2 separate regions of the Mus musculus genome follow, and region 2 is linked to region 1. Evidence: chromatin contacts called from public promoter capture Hi-C data. All regions are on one chromosome and are shown on one strand. Each heading gives the region's core, a stretch centred on a gene start, on an enhancer-like site or on the middle of the called end of the contact. The rest is flanking DNA. Distances are from core to core; before and after follow the strand shown. Region 1 holds the start of Taf6 (TATA-box binding protein associated factor 6). Region 2 holds the start of Micall2 (MICAL-like 2).

What was found. Promoter capture Hi-C pulls out the DNA fragments that hold promoters and counts their contacts.
Region 2: a promoter capture Hi-C map of cranial neural crest shows a contact between it and region 1. The contact joins the promoter of Micall2 here to the promoter of Taf6 in region 1. A contact is called at or near these places in 2 of 39 promoter capture datasets (cranial neural crest and maxillary cranial neural crest) and 2 of 115 datasets of contacts at active chromatin or transcription factors (embryonic stem cells and large pre-B cells).

The regions. Positions count from the first base shown.
Region 1 is chr5:138,185,605-138,189,946 of GRCm38.p6, forward strand. Taf6 (TATA-box binding protein associated factor 6) reads right to left here and starts at 1,622. Exons shown (of 15, transcript NM_009315.4): 1 at 1,566-1,622. Cnpy4 (canopy FGF signaling regulator 4) reads left to right here and starts at 1,931. Exons shown (of 6, transcript NM_178612.4): 1 at 1,931-2,116. The coding sequence starts at 1,981.
Region 2 is chr5:139,733,477-139,737,913 of GRCm38.p6, forward strand. Micall2 (MICAL-like 2) reads right to left here and starts at 2,857. Exons shown (of 17, transcript NM_174850.3): 1 at 2,542-2,857. The coding sequence starts at 2,684.

The sequences.
Region 1 (4,342 bases), core at 372-2,871:
CTTCTAATTTCAGTGGACTGCCTTGGGTTTCATGTCAGGCTTCAGAGTGTACATGCTGTACACCCATATTCCCAGTACCCTGGAGGCTAAAGTGGGGACAGCAAGTTTGAGGCCATCCCGACTCTGCAATAAGTTCCTGTCTAAGATGGTTTCTTTCTTTTCTCTCATATCTCTGATCACCTGCCCCGCCCCCTCCCACTTTACCCTGACATCATTCTCCTTGCTGTCCTTTAAATCTGACAGACATGTACTTGGCTTTATAGCTTTTGTTGTGTTCTTCCTAAACGTGTTTGGCTGACTACCTGACCCCACCCACCTCTCTTTAGGGGCAGGTCTCCTATAGCCCCACTGGCTTCAAATTCACTAGGTAGACAACACTGGTCCTTTGGCCTCTACCTCCCAAGTACTGGGATTGCAAGCACATACCACCATGCCTGGCTTTACCTGTTTGCTATGTTTTCTTCTTCTTCTTAATAATAGTGATATAATATGTATATATATAAAATCACTCTAGATTAAATCTAAGACCTTCCACATGTTAAACAACCCTTCTACAATTGGGTCTCAGGCTCGTCTGGAATTCATCCCGTGGTCTTGATTTGGAGAGCCTCCTGCCTTTTACAGCTGTTTACCACCAAGCCTGGCTATTATTTCTTCTTGTTTATTATCCTTACCCCACCAGTAAACAAGAATATGTCTGTTATGTTCACTGACCTATCTGGTGCCTAGGGCATTGTTAAATATATGAATAAGTCTTTTTTTTTCTTTTTTTCTTTCCTTTTTTTGGTTTTTCGAGACAGGGTTTCTCTGTATAGCTCTGGCTGTCCTGGAACTAACTTTGTAGACCAGGCTGGTCTAGAACTCAGAAATCCGCCCGCCTCTGCCTCCCAAGTGCTGGGATTAAAGGCGTGAGCCACCACTGCCCAGCATGAATAAGGTGTAAGTGTTCACTAAATACTTGGTATAACAATTACCAAAATGAAAAAGACACAGACTCAAGCTTGGAGTTTACTCTGTGGTTAAAAGGAAAGGAGCTTGCCTGACACTGGACATGAAACCAACCTCAAGAGTGTTCAGAACTGAGTGCTAGGGACTGGTTCTTTTCATTCCAAGTCTTCTCAGACTTTTGTTAAATCTTGTCTACAGGAAATACAATTATTCAGCACATACTCTGTACCTGGTCGGGTCCCAGTCCTCTGTGGTGGTACCCTTGCCACTAAGGTTTCATAAAACACTCTAGCAGCCTCGGGAGTTTCTCAGATCAGTGGAAGCGACAGGAAGACTTCTTAGAGAAGGGATAACTTGAGCTATATCTTTACATCATTTTTCTCAGCTAGGGAAGTGATTCGAAGATTACCCGGGCAGCGCTACAGGAGGTTCACAAGCCACTACATCGCCCCACCATCCTTCCAGTGCAGTCACGCACAGGGTCCCCACGAGCACGGACACACAACCAACCGTCTTCTTCCCAGTCCTCACATGGGCCCTTTCAAAGGGTCTCCTCACGGATACACCTCAGACTTTCCCCCGCCAGCCAAGCACCGGGAGCAGTAAAAGCCTCTCACCGCTGCCAAAGCGCCGCTCACCCGGCGCTCGGCGCCATCTTGGCCCCGCCCCCTGACAGGAGTAGGTCCTGGCAGAAGCCAAAAAGTTATCACTGTTCTTCCCTATGTCAAAATAGACCATATCGTTTCACAGTCTGAAATTATATAAAAATTTCATTCTACGTGCATGTGTAAAGATCATATTACTCTATTCTAATTACTTCAATTTGTATCTTCATTACCCAGCTGTCAGGACCTTCAGAAGGCGCCACAAAACTGAGCCATCACGCTCCACCCACTTTCGGGCTGGCTCTGAGCATGCGCTGACCGTTCTATGATTTTTTTTTTTTTTTTTTTAAAGCTTGCTGCGGGCTTCGCCTAAATTTAAAGGGCCCGCTGCCTTCCAGAAGTTGGTCTGAAGGCAAAGGGTGGTTGTATGTGTGGACTGCGTTTTATCATGGGACCTGTGCGGCTGGAGATACTGCTTTTCATCCTGGCAGCGTACGGTGCTTGGGCTGAGGCGACAAAAGAGGAGGAAGATGACACAGAACGTTTGCCCAGCAAATGCGAAGGTACAGAAACGGAGTAGTTGCTATTTACATCTCCCTATCTACCTCCTGCCTCTCTAACTCTAGGCTGAATCAAATGGGCTAGGATAGATGGATCACTAGACTGTCTTGAAAGAGGTTCTGTTGGAGCTTGGTAACACTTGAATGGGAACAAGGGAGGGAAAGCAGGGTTAAGGTGGCACTACATTTCCCAGGTGGCATCCAGAAGGATCTAGGTTTTTCTTGCGGGCTTGGGCCCCAATGTATTGTGGGAATTGTAGTTCAAGAACCTGTAACGCTGGCTCTATGGAGCATCTTCCTCAGTCGTTTCTCTCCTTGTTAAAAATCTGGACAATCTGCATGGGTGGGGTGTAATACTCATTCCTTATAGGCATACTGAGTCCCGCCCTGGCAGAGACGCTCTTAAATTACAGGCCTGATGGCCCCCTTTAGGGGTTTTAAAGGTGAGTAAGTCCCCAGCTGAAGTTCATAAAGAGAAGATGAAGACACCACACCACTTAGAAGTTGCCCATCGGTGTGAGGCTTTGCAGATGGGGTGCACTGTAGGGATTTTACAACAAGCAGCATGGCCTCTGGCTACATTAGTAAATGCCCTCCCCCCAACCACCCCTCCCATCCCCAACAGGGAGGAAGCCAGGTCACTGAATAAATATCCTGTGGCTCCCTAACTCTAACTTTTTCTTTGGATTCATTATTGCTTCACTTTACACCCAACAACATGTTTTTATCATTGACACCCATGACTTGATTCTAATCTCTCACTTATTTTTGCATCTGTGTCCCCACTCTTCTGAGTCGGGGTGGGGGTGGAGACAGGGTTTCTCTTTATAGCTCTGGCTGTCCTGGAACTTGCCTGTAGACCAGACTGGTCTCTAACTCCGAAATCCACTTGCCTCTGCTGGGATTAAAGGCAGAAGTTAACTATATGAACCCCCTGTCTCTAGTTCTGACCTCAGAATGCTGGGATAGCGTGTGCCACATCACCTAACATTGCAGAGGTTCTTAGGATCTGAACTCAGGTCCTCAAGCTTAAAAGTGCTTTACTTACAGAACTGTTTTCCCAGACCCTAAGCCAACTTTGGAGTGAGGGGAGAGCTGTAAAAACACTTTTTTTTTTTTTTGAGACAGGTTTTCTCTGTGTAGCCCTGGCTGTCCTGGAACTCTGGAACTCACTCTGTAGACCAGGCTGGCCTCAAACTCAGAAATCCACCTGCCTCTGCCTCCCGAGTGCTGGGATTAAAGGTGTGCGCCACCACTGACTGGCGTATGTACACTCTTAGCTTTCATACTTTATTCCTCAAAGTGACTGCTTCAGACACACCCAGCGTCTCACAGTCAGTAAGTGGCCCCTGTCTTTTTCTTGGCTGTTTTCCTCCTCTCCGTTTTGTATTTGATAAACTCCTCCCCATTCTACTGGACCCAGTTTAAATGTCTCCTTTGGACTCCCCCCTTGCTTGTCATCCGCAGTGTTGTAAGTCCTGGGGGAAAAGGGACTACCCGTGCCCAGGGTCTTAATACAGTGGACGCACTTTTGCTAATTTTTATTGTTTTATTTTTTGAGACAGGGTTTCTCTGTGTAGCCCTGCCTGTCCTGGAACTCACTCTGTAGACCAGGCTGGCCTGGAACTCAGAAATCCACCTGCTTCTGCTTCCCGAGTGCTGGGATTAAAGGCGTGCGCCACCACCGCCCGGCACATTTTGGATTTCTTGATGATTGAGACTCTTTCATTTTTAAATTACATTTATGTTGTGTATTTGGTGGGTAGACATGTGTCATAGTGTATTACGGGGTTATGTATGTGTGTAGGTAAATGTGTCATGGAAGTCAGAGGACAGTTTGGAGGACTCTCTCCTTCCACCATGTGGACCTTCAGGCTCAGTAGAAGGTTCCTTTAGCTGCTGAGTAGTTTCACCAGCCCTAGAACCAAGGTGTTACTTTGATTTTTGGAGACAGGGTCTCTCTGTGTAGCCCTGGCTCTTCTAGAACTCACTCTGCAGACTGTGCTGTCCTCAAACTCAGAGATCAGCCTGCCTCTGCCTTCCAAGTGCTGGGATCGAAGGCGTGCGCCGCCGCCACCACCACCACCGCCCAGCATGAAAACAGGTTTTTGGATTGTAACCCTGAAGCATGCTACTGTATCGTCATTGTCGGTCCCGAACTACACTGGCTTTGTTTCATGGACAAATCATAATGGGTTTTATGCTCTCCGTGTCCCTAAGAAAGTAGCT
Region 2 (4,437 bases), core at 1,607-4,106, 1.5 Mb after region 1:
GTCCTGCAGATCCAAAGCAGGTCATCGGATTTGGAGGCAAGCCCCTTTACCCACTGAGCCATCTCACCAGTCCATGCTGGGGGCTTTTAATACTTGGATTCACATGGTCTAAGTTGATCCTCCTGTACTCAGGCACGATTTACACCAGTGCTTCTAACCCTTCCTAACACAGTGGCCCTTTAATACAGTTGCTGCTGTTGTGGTGACCCACAACCATAGAATTATTTTGTTGCTACTTCATAACTATAGTTTTGCTACTGTTAATGAATCTTATCTGTGTTTTCCAATGGTCTCAGACAACCCCTGTAAAAGGGTCATTTGACACACACCCTAACCCCCACCAAGAAGATTGCAACCCACAGGCTGAGTGAGAACCACTGCTTTACAATCTCATCAGTGTGATTCTTGCCAAAATCCCTACGCTCTTTCCACCACTGCTATTACACAATCCACACCCAGGGCTACCTGTCCTCAGATTCCCAAAGGCCAGGGATCCAGTGTGAAGGTGTAGCAGTGACATACTTGCTACAGGACAGAGGGTCTTATCCCTCCCAGCTTCTGAAAGCCCCAGGGTGTCCCTTGTCTCCACCTCTGGACTTCCTACTTCTGTCACCTTCAAACTCCTTCCAAATGCACACAAGCTCCTACCAAACTTCTACATCTACTGAGCCCACAAGGCAGGCCCTTATCTGTAGGGCTCCAGCTACATTGTAACCACCTCCAGGTTGCCATACCGGGTTAACTAAGAGACTTGAGCTATCAGTCCAGCTGGGGAGACCGCAAGGAAGTCAGCAGTGTGAGATAACCCTCCCAGAGTGAACTGAGCAGGCACCTCTTCGTCCAGCCTCCTTCCTGTCACCAACTCTTGGTTCCCTGTTCCCTGTCATTACCTTGAACTTCTGTCTCTGAGACCAGAAGTTGCTCCCTGCACTAGATGACCTTATGCTGTATACAGTAGGCACTCATTAGATAAGTGAGCAAATCTTTAACACTTGCCTGTGCCAGCATATACATGCACACACAAGTAAACATACAAGTATAAATAAACATATATCTCTTCGTGTACACCTCTCCTCCTCTGTGGGGACTACATGTCAGGCCATGAGCACACATAGTCCCTGCTTCGGAGCAGAGGAAACCCCATGTCTGCAAAGGCCCTGTCCCTGTCCAATTACCAGCTGAGGCTAATCCAGCCAAAATCCAACATCATCGTCTCCTCCACTTGAGAACTCGTCACATAGTTCTCATCTGAGCTCCCCACTCTGCATCATCATCCAGACTCCCCCTGCACCACCGGAAGAAACCTGACTACCCACGTTCTCATCCCAAGTCCATTTTCCAAGGTCTACATCCTTGGCCCAGCATCCATCGAAGCTCAGCTTCCTGGTTTCCACATGACTGATGCCCCACTGAGCTCACACCATCCATCTCCCTGAGAGTGACTGAGGCTCATGCCATGGGGCCCTCCCAAGCAGCTCGGGGGTTGGGGTGGGGAATTCATAACCACAGGGCAGAAGCCTACTTCTTGCTCAAGATTCCGGCTTCCTGAGCAGAGCAAAGCTTGGCACAAGGGAGTCTGATAGCACCAGGCCTGGCTCTTCCTGACACATTGTGTAACACGAACAATATTTGTTTGTTTTTCCTTTTCGGAGCCTCAGTTTCCCCATCTGCACAGCAAGAAGGCTGGCTGAGGTGGGCTCCACAGGTGCTGCCTGGAGCCTCACTCAGCCCTAAGACCTCCCTGGGAAACACTCCCAGACCAGCCAACTCTGCATTTATGTACCATGTACAGGAGAATGCTTTCCTCTGAAGGGCATGGGCTGTAGGTGATCTTGTCCCATTTCAGGACTCTGGTCACCAGACTAACTTAGGTCCCTGTAACAGAGTCTGCCTAAGTGTTTGCTAAGTGAATAACTGATAGAACAGTTTGAGTTGTGGGCCAAGGTCCTTCAACAAGACAGAGCTGGCTTGCTTCCCAACTTCCTATGCCAAGACTCTTCTTCTATAGAAGGCTTTAGACCCAATCCCTGTCCTCTCCTACAACTTCCAAGGATGATGGCCCAGACTCCATTGTCTCCTGTCATTCTAAGGTGCTAAAAGGCTTGCGCTTCCCTCTTTGATTGCTTTCCCAAAGATGCCTAGACAAATTAGAGGAGGGGCAGTAATCCCACTAGAAGCCTCAAATGGCCCTGATCTTGGGGCCAGACCTCAGACCCCCAGGAGCTGTTCCTTTGCCCTTTCTCAGGGAGCTCGGGGAAGGCGGACGCTGCCCTGAGTCACCACTGACTAAGCCGGCTGGACAGCCCATGTCCTGGCCCCTGGCCCAGCTGCACTTGGTGGCCTGCACAGAGGCTACTTGACTGCCACAGCCTTGGAGACCACCAAATAGGCTGTACCTGCAGGTCTCTGCTCTACCCCGGGTGGCCCATCTGAGAGGGGTGTGTCTGAAACCTCCGACCCGGATCCCAAGGCAGGCGTGGCCTCAGTTTCCCGTTTGCAGCGGCACATCAGAGCCCGACAGAGGGGTTAAAGAGCACTCACATAAGGTCAGGCCGGTGTCGGTGCAAGATAGCGCAGAAGGCCAGGCCATCGCGGAACGAGGTGGTCATGTTGGTGATGCTCACGTCCCGGTAGCCCTCGCACTGCTGCCGGCACCATTCTTGCAGGGCCTTTATGGCGGCCATATGGGCGGCAGGACGGGCTGGCGGCTCGAGGAGCTGGCTACAGGCCCCTCTTGGGCCCGAGACGCGCAGGAGGCCCGGACCCGCCGACCACCAGCCGGGCTGGAAGAAGAGAACACCGGGAGACCGGCGCCCCACACACTCTTGACGCCTGCGAGGCCGCCGGCCCCGCCCCCTAGAGGCCCCGCCTCTTCAGACCCGCCCCCACAAGATCACGCCTCTTGAAGGCCTGGCTCACCAGCTCCAAGCTCCACACAGGCTCCTTGTTCCGGCCGCACCGCCCCAGTTTGGTCAGGCCACACCCACGCCCCACAAAGGGCACGCCCACATAAGACCACGCCCCCTCTTTCCTGGGACTTGAAGAATAGGGGCCCGGTACTCTGGGCGTTGGCTCCCGCCTTGGCCTTTAGCCATAACTCCCAGCAGAGGCGTCGGGGTTTTCTTTTTTTGTTTTCCTTGAGACCGGGACCAATGTAGCTCGCATTGGCCTCTAGCTTATTATAAAAGCAAAGATGACCTTGTGTTTCAGATTCCCCAGCCTCCACCTCCTTTACTGCTCTCGGATTACAGGCTTGTGCCCCACACCATGCCTGGTTTGTGCAGTGCTGGGTATGGACCCTGAGGCTTCCTGCATGCCAGGCAAGCATACCACCAGCTGAGCTACACTCCCAGCTACGGTTTTCTTTCTTACTTTTAATTCTATCTTATGCATATGGGCTTTGGTCTGAAAGTGTATCTGCACCCCTTGTGTGTCTGGTAGCCCGGGAGACCTGAAGAAGGCCCCTGCTCTTCTAGAATCGGAGTTGGAGCGGGTTGTGCTGCCATGTGGGTGCTGGAAACTAAACCCCAGGACTTCTGGAAGAGCAGCAAATGCTCTTAACGACTGACCCATCTCTCCAGTCCAAACCCGCAACAGCGTTCTTTTATTTTATTTTATTTTTTAAAGTTGAGGCCAAGCTGCCTAGTCTGCCTAACTCATCCTCCTGCCTCAGCCTCTAGAGTTGGCAGCCTGTTGACAAATGGGAAAACAGAGGCTAGGGTAGATGCAACCTCTGAGGAGTGTCCCTTTTCAGGGTCTACAAAGCTGTCTGGTTGGAAGCTGGGGTGGACCTTGCTGAGTAGTGTGCTTTCCCATCAGACAGATACTGGTCGTGATGGCACACACCTGGAATCCCAGCCCTCAGCGGGGAGAAGCTGGAAGATCAGAAATCCAAGCTTATCCCAGGATACATATGGGGTGCAAGGCTGACATGGGCGACCTGAGACCCTGTCTCAAACTTTAAAATACTGTCTGCTTTCCCTTCACCCTCAAGGGTGCCAAGCCAGCCAGAATAACCGCTCTACATTCACAGAGGAGGAAAGGAAGGCTGAGGGGGCACGCTCCAGGGGTCTTGAGACAGGAGACTCTTAGCCTCTTTCAAGTCTCTGAGGATGCCAGGGGTGATTAAGGAAAGTACCTCTCCCAGGTCCTCAGTTAGAGCCAGGGGCTGCCCTGAATGTTCTTTTGTTGTTTTGTTTTGTTTCTGAGACAGAATTTCTCTGTGTAGCCCTGGCTATCCTGGAACTCACTCTGTAGACCAGGCTGGCCTCGAACTCACAGAGAACCACCTGCTTCTTCCTCAAGTGCTGGAATTAAAGGTGTGCGCCACCTCTGCCCAGCTTTGTTTCTCCGCACCCTCAGGAATCTATATGTCATCAGATGGACCGGACTATGACAGCAACAGTGTGAACCGGCCCTTCCCAGCTGGGCCCCAGA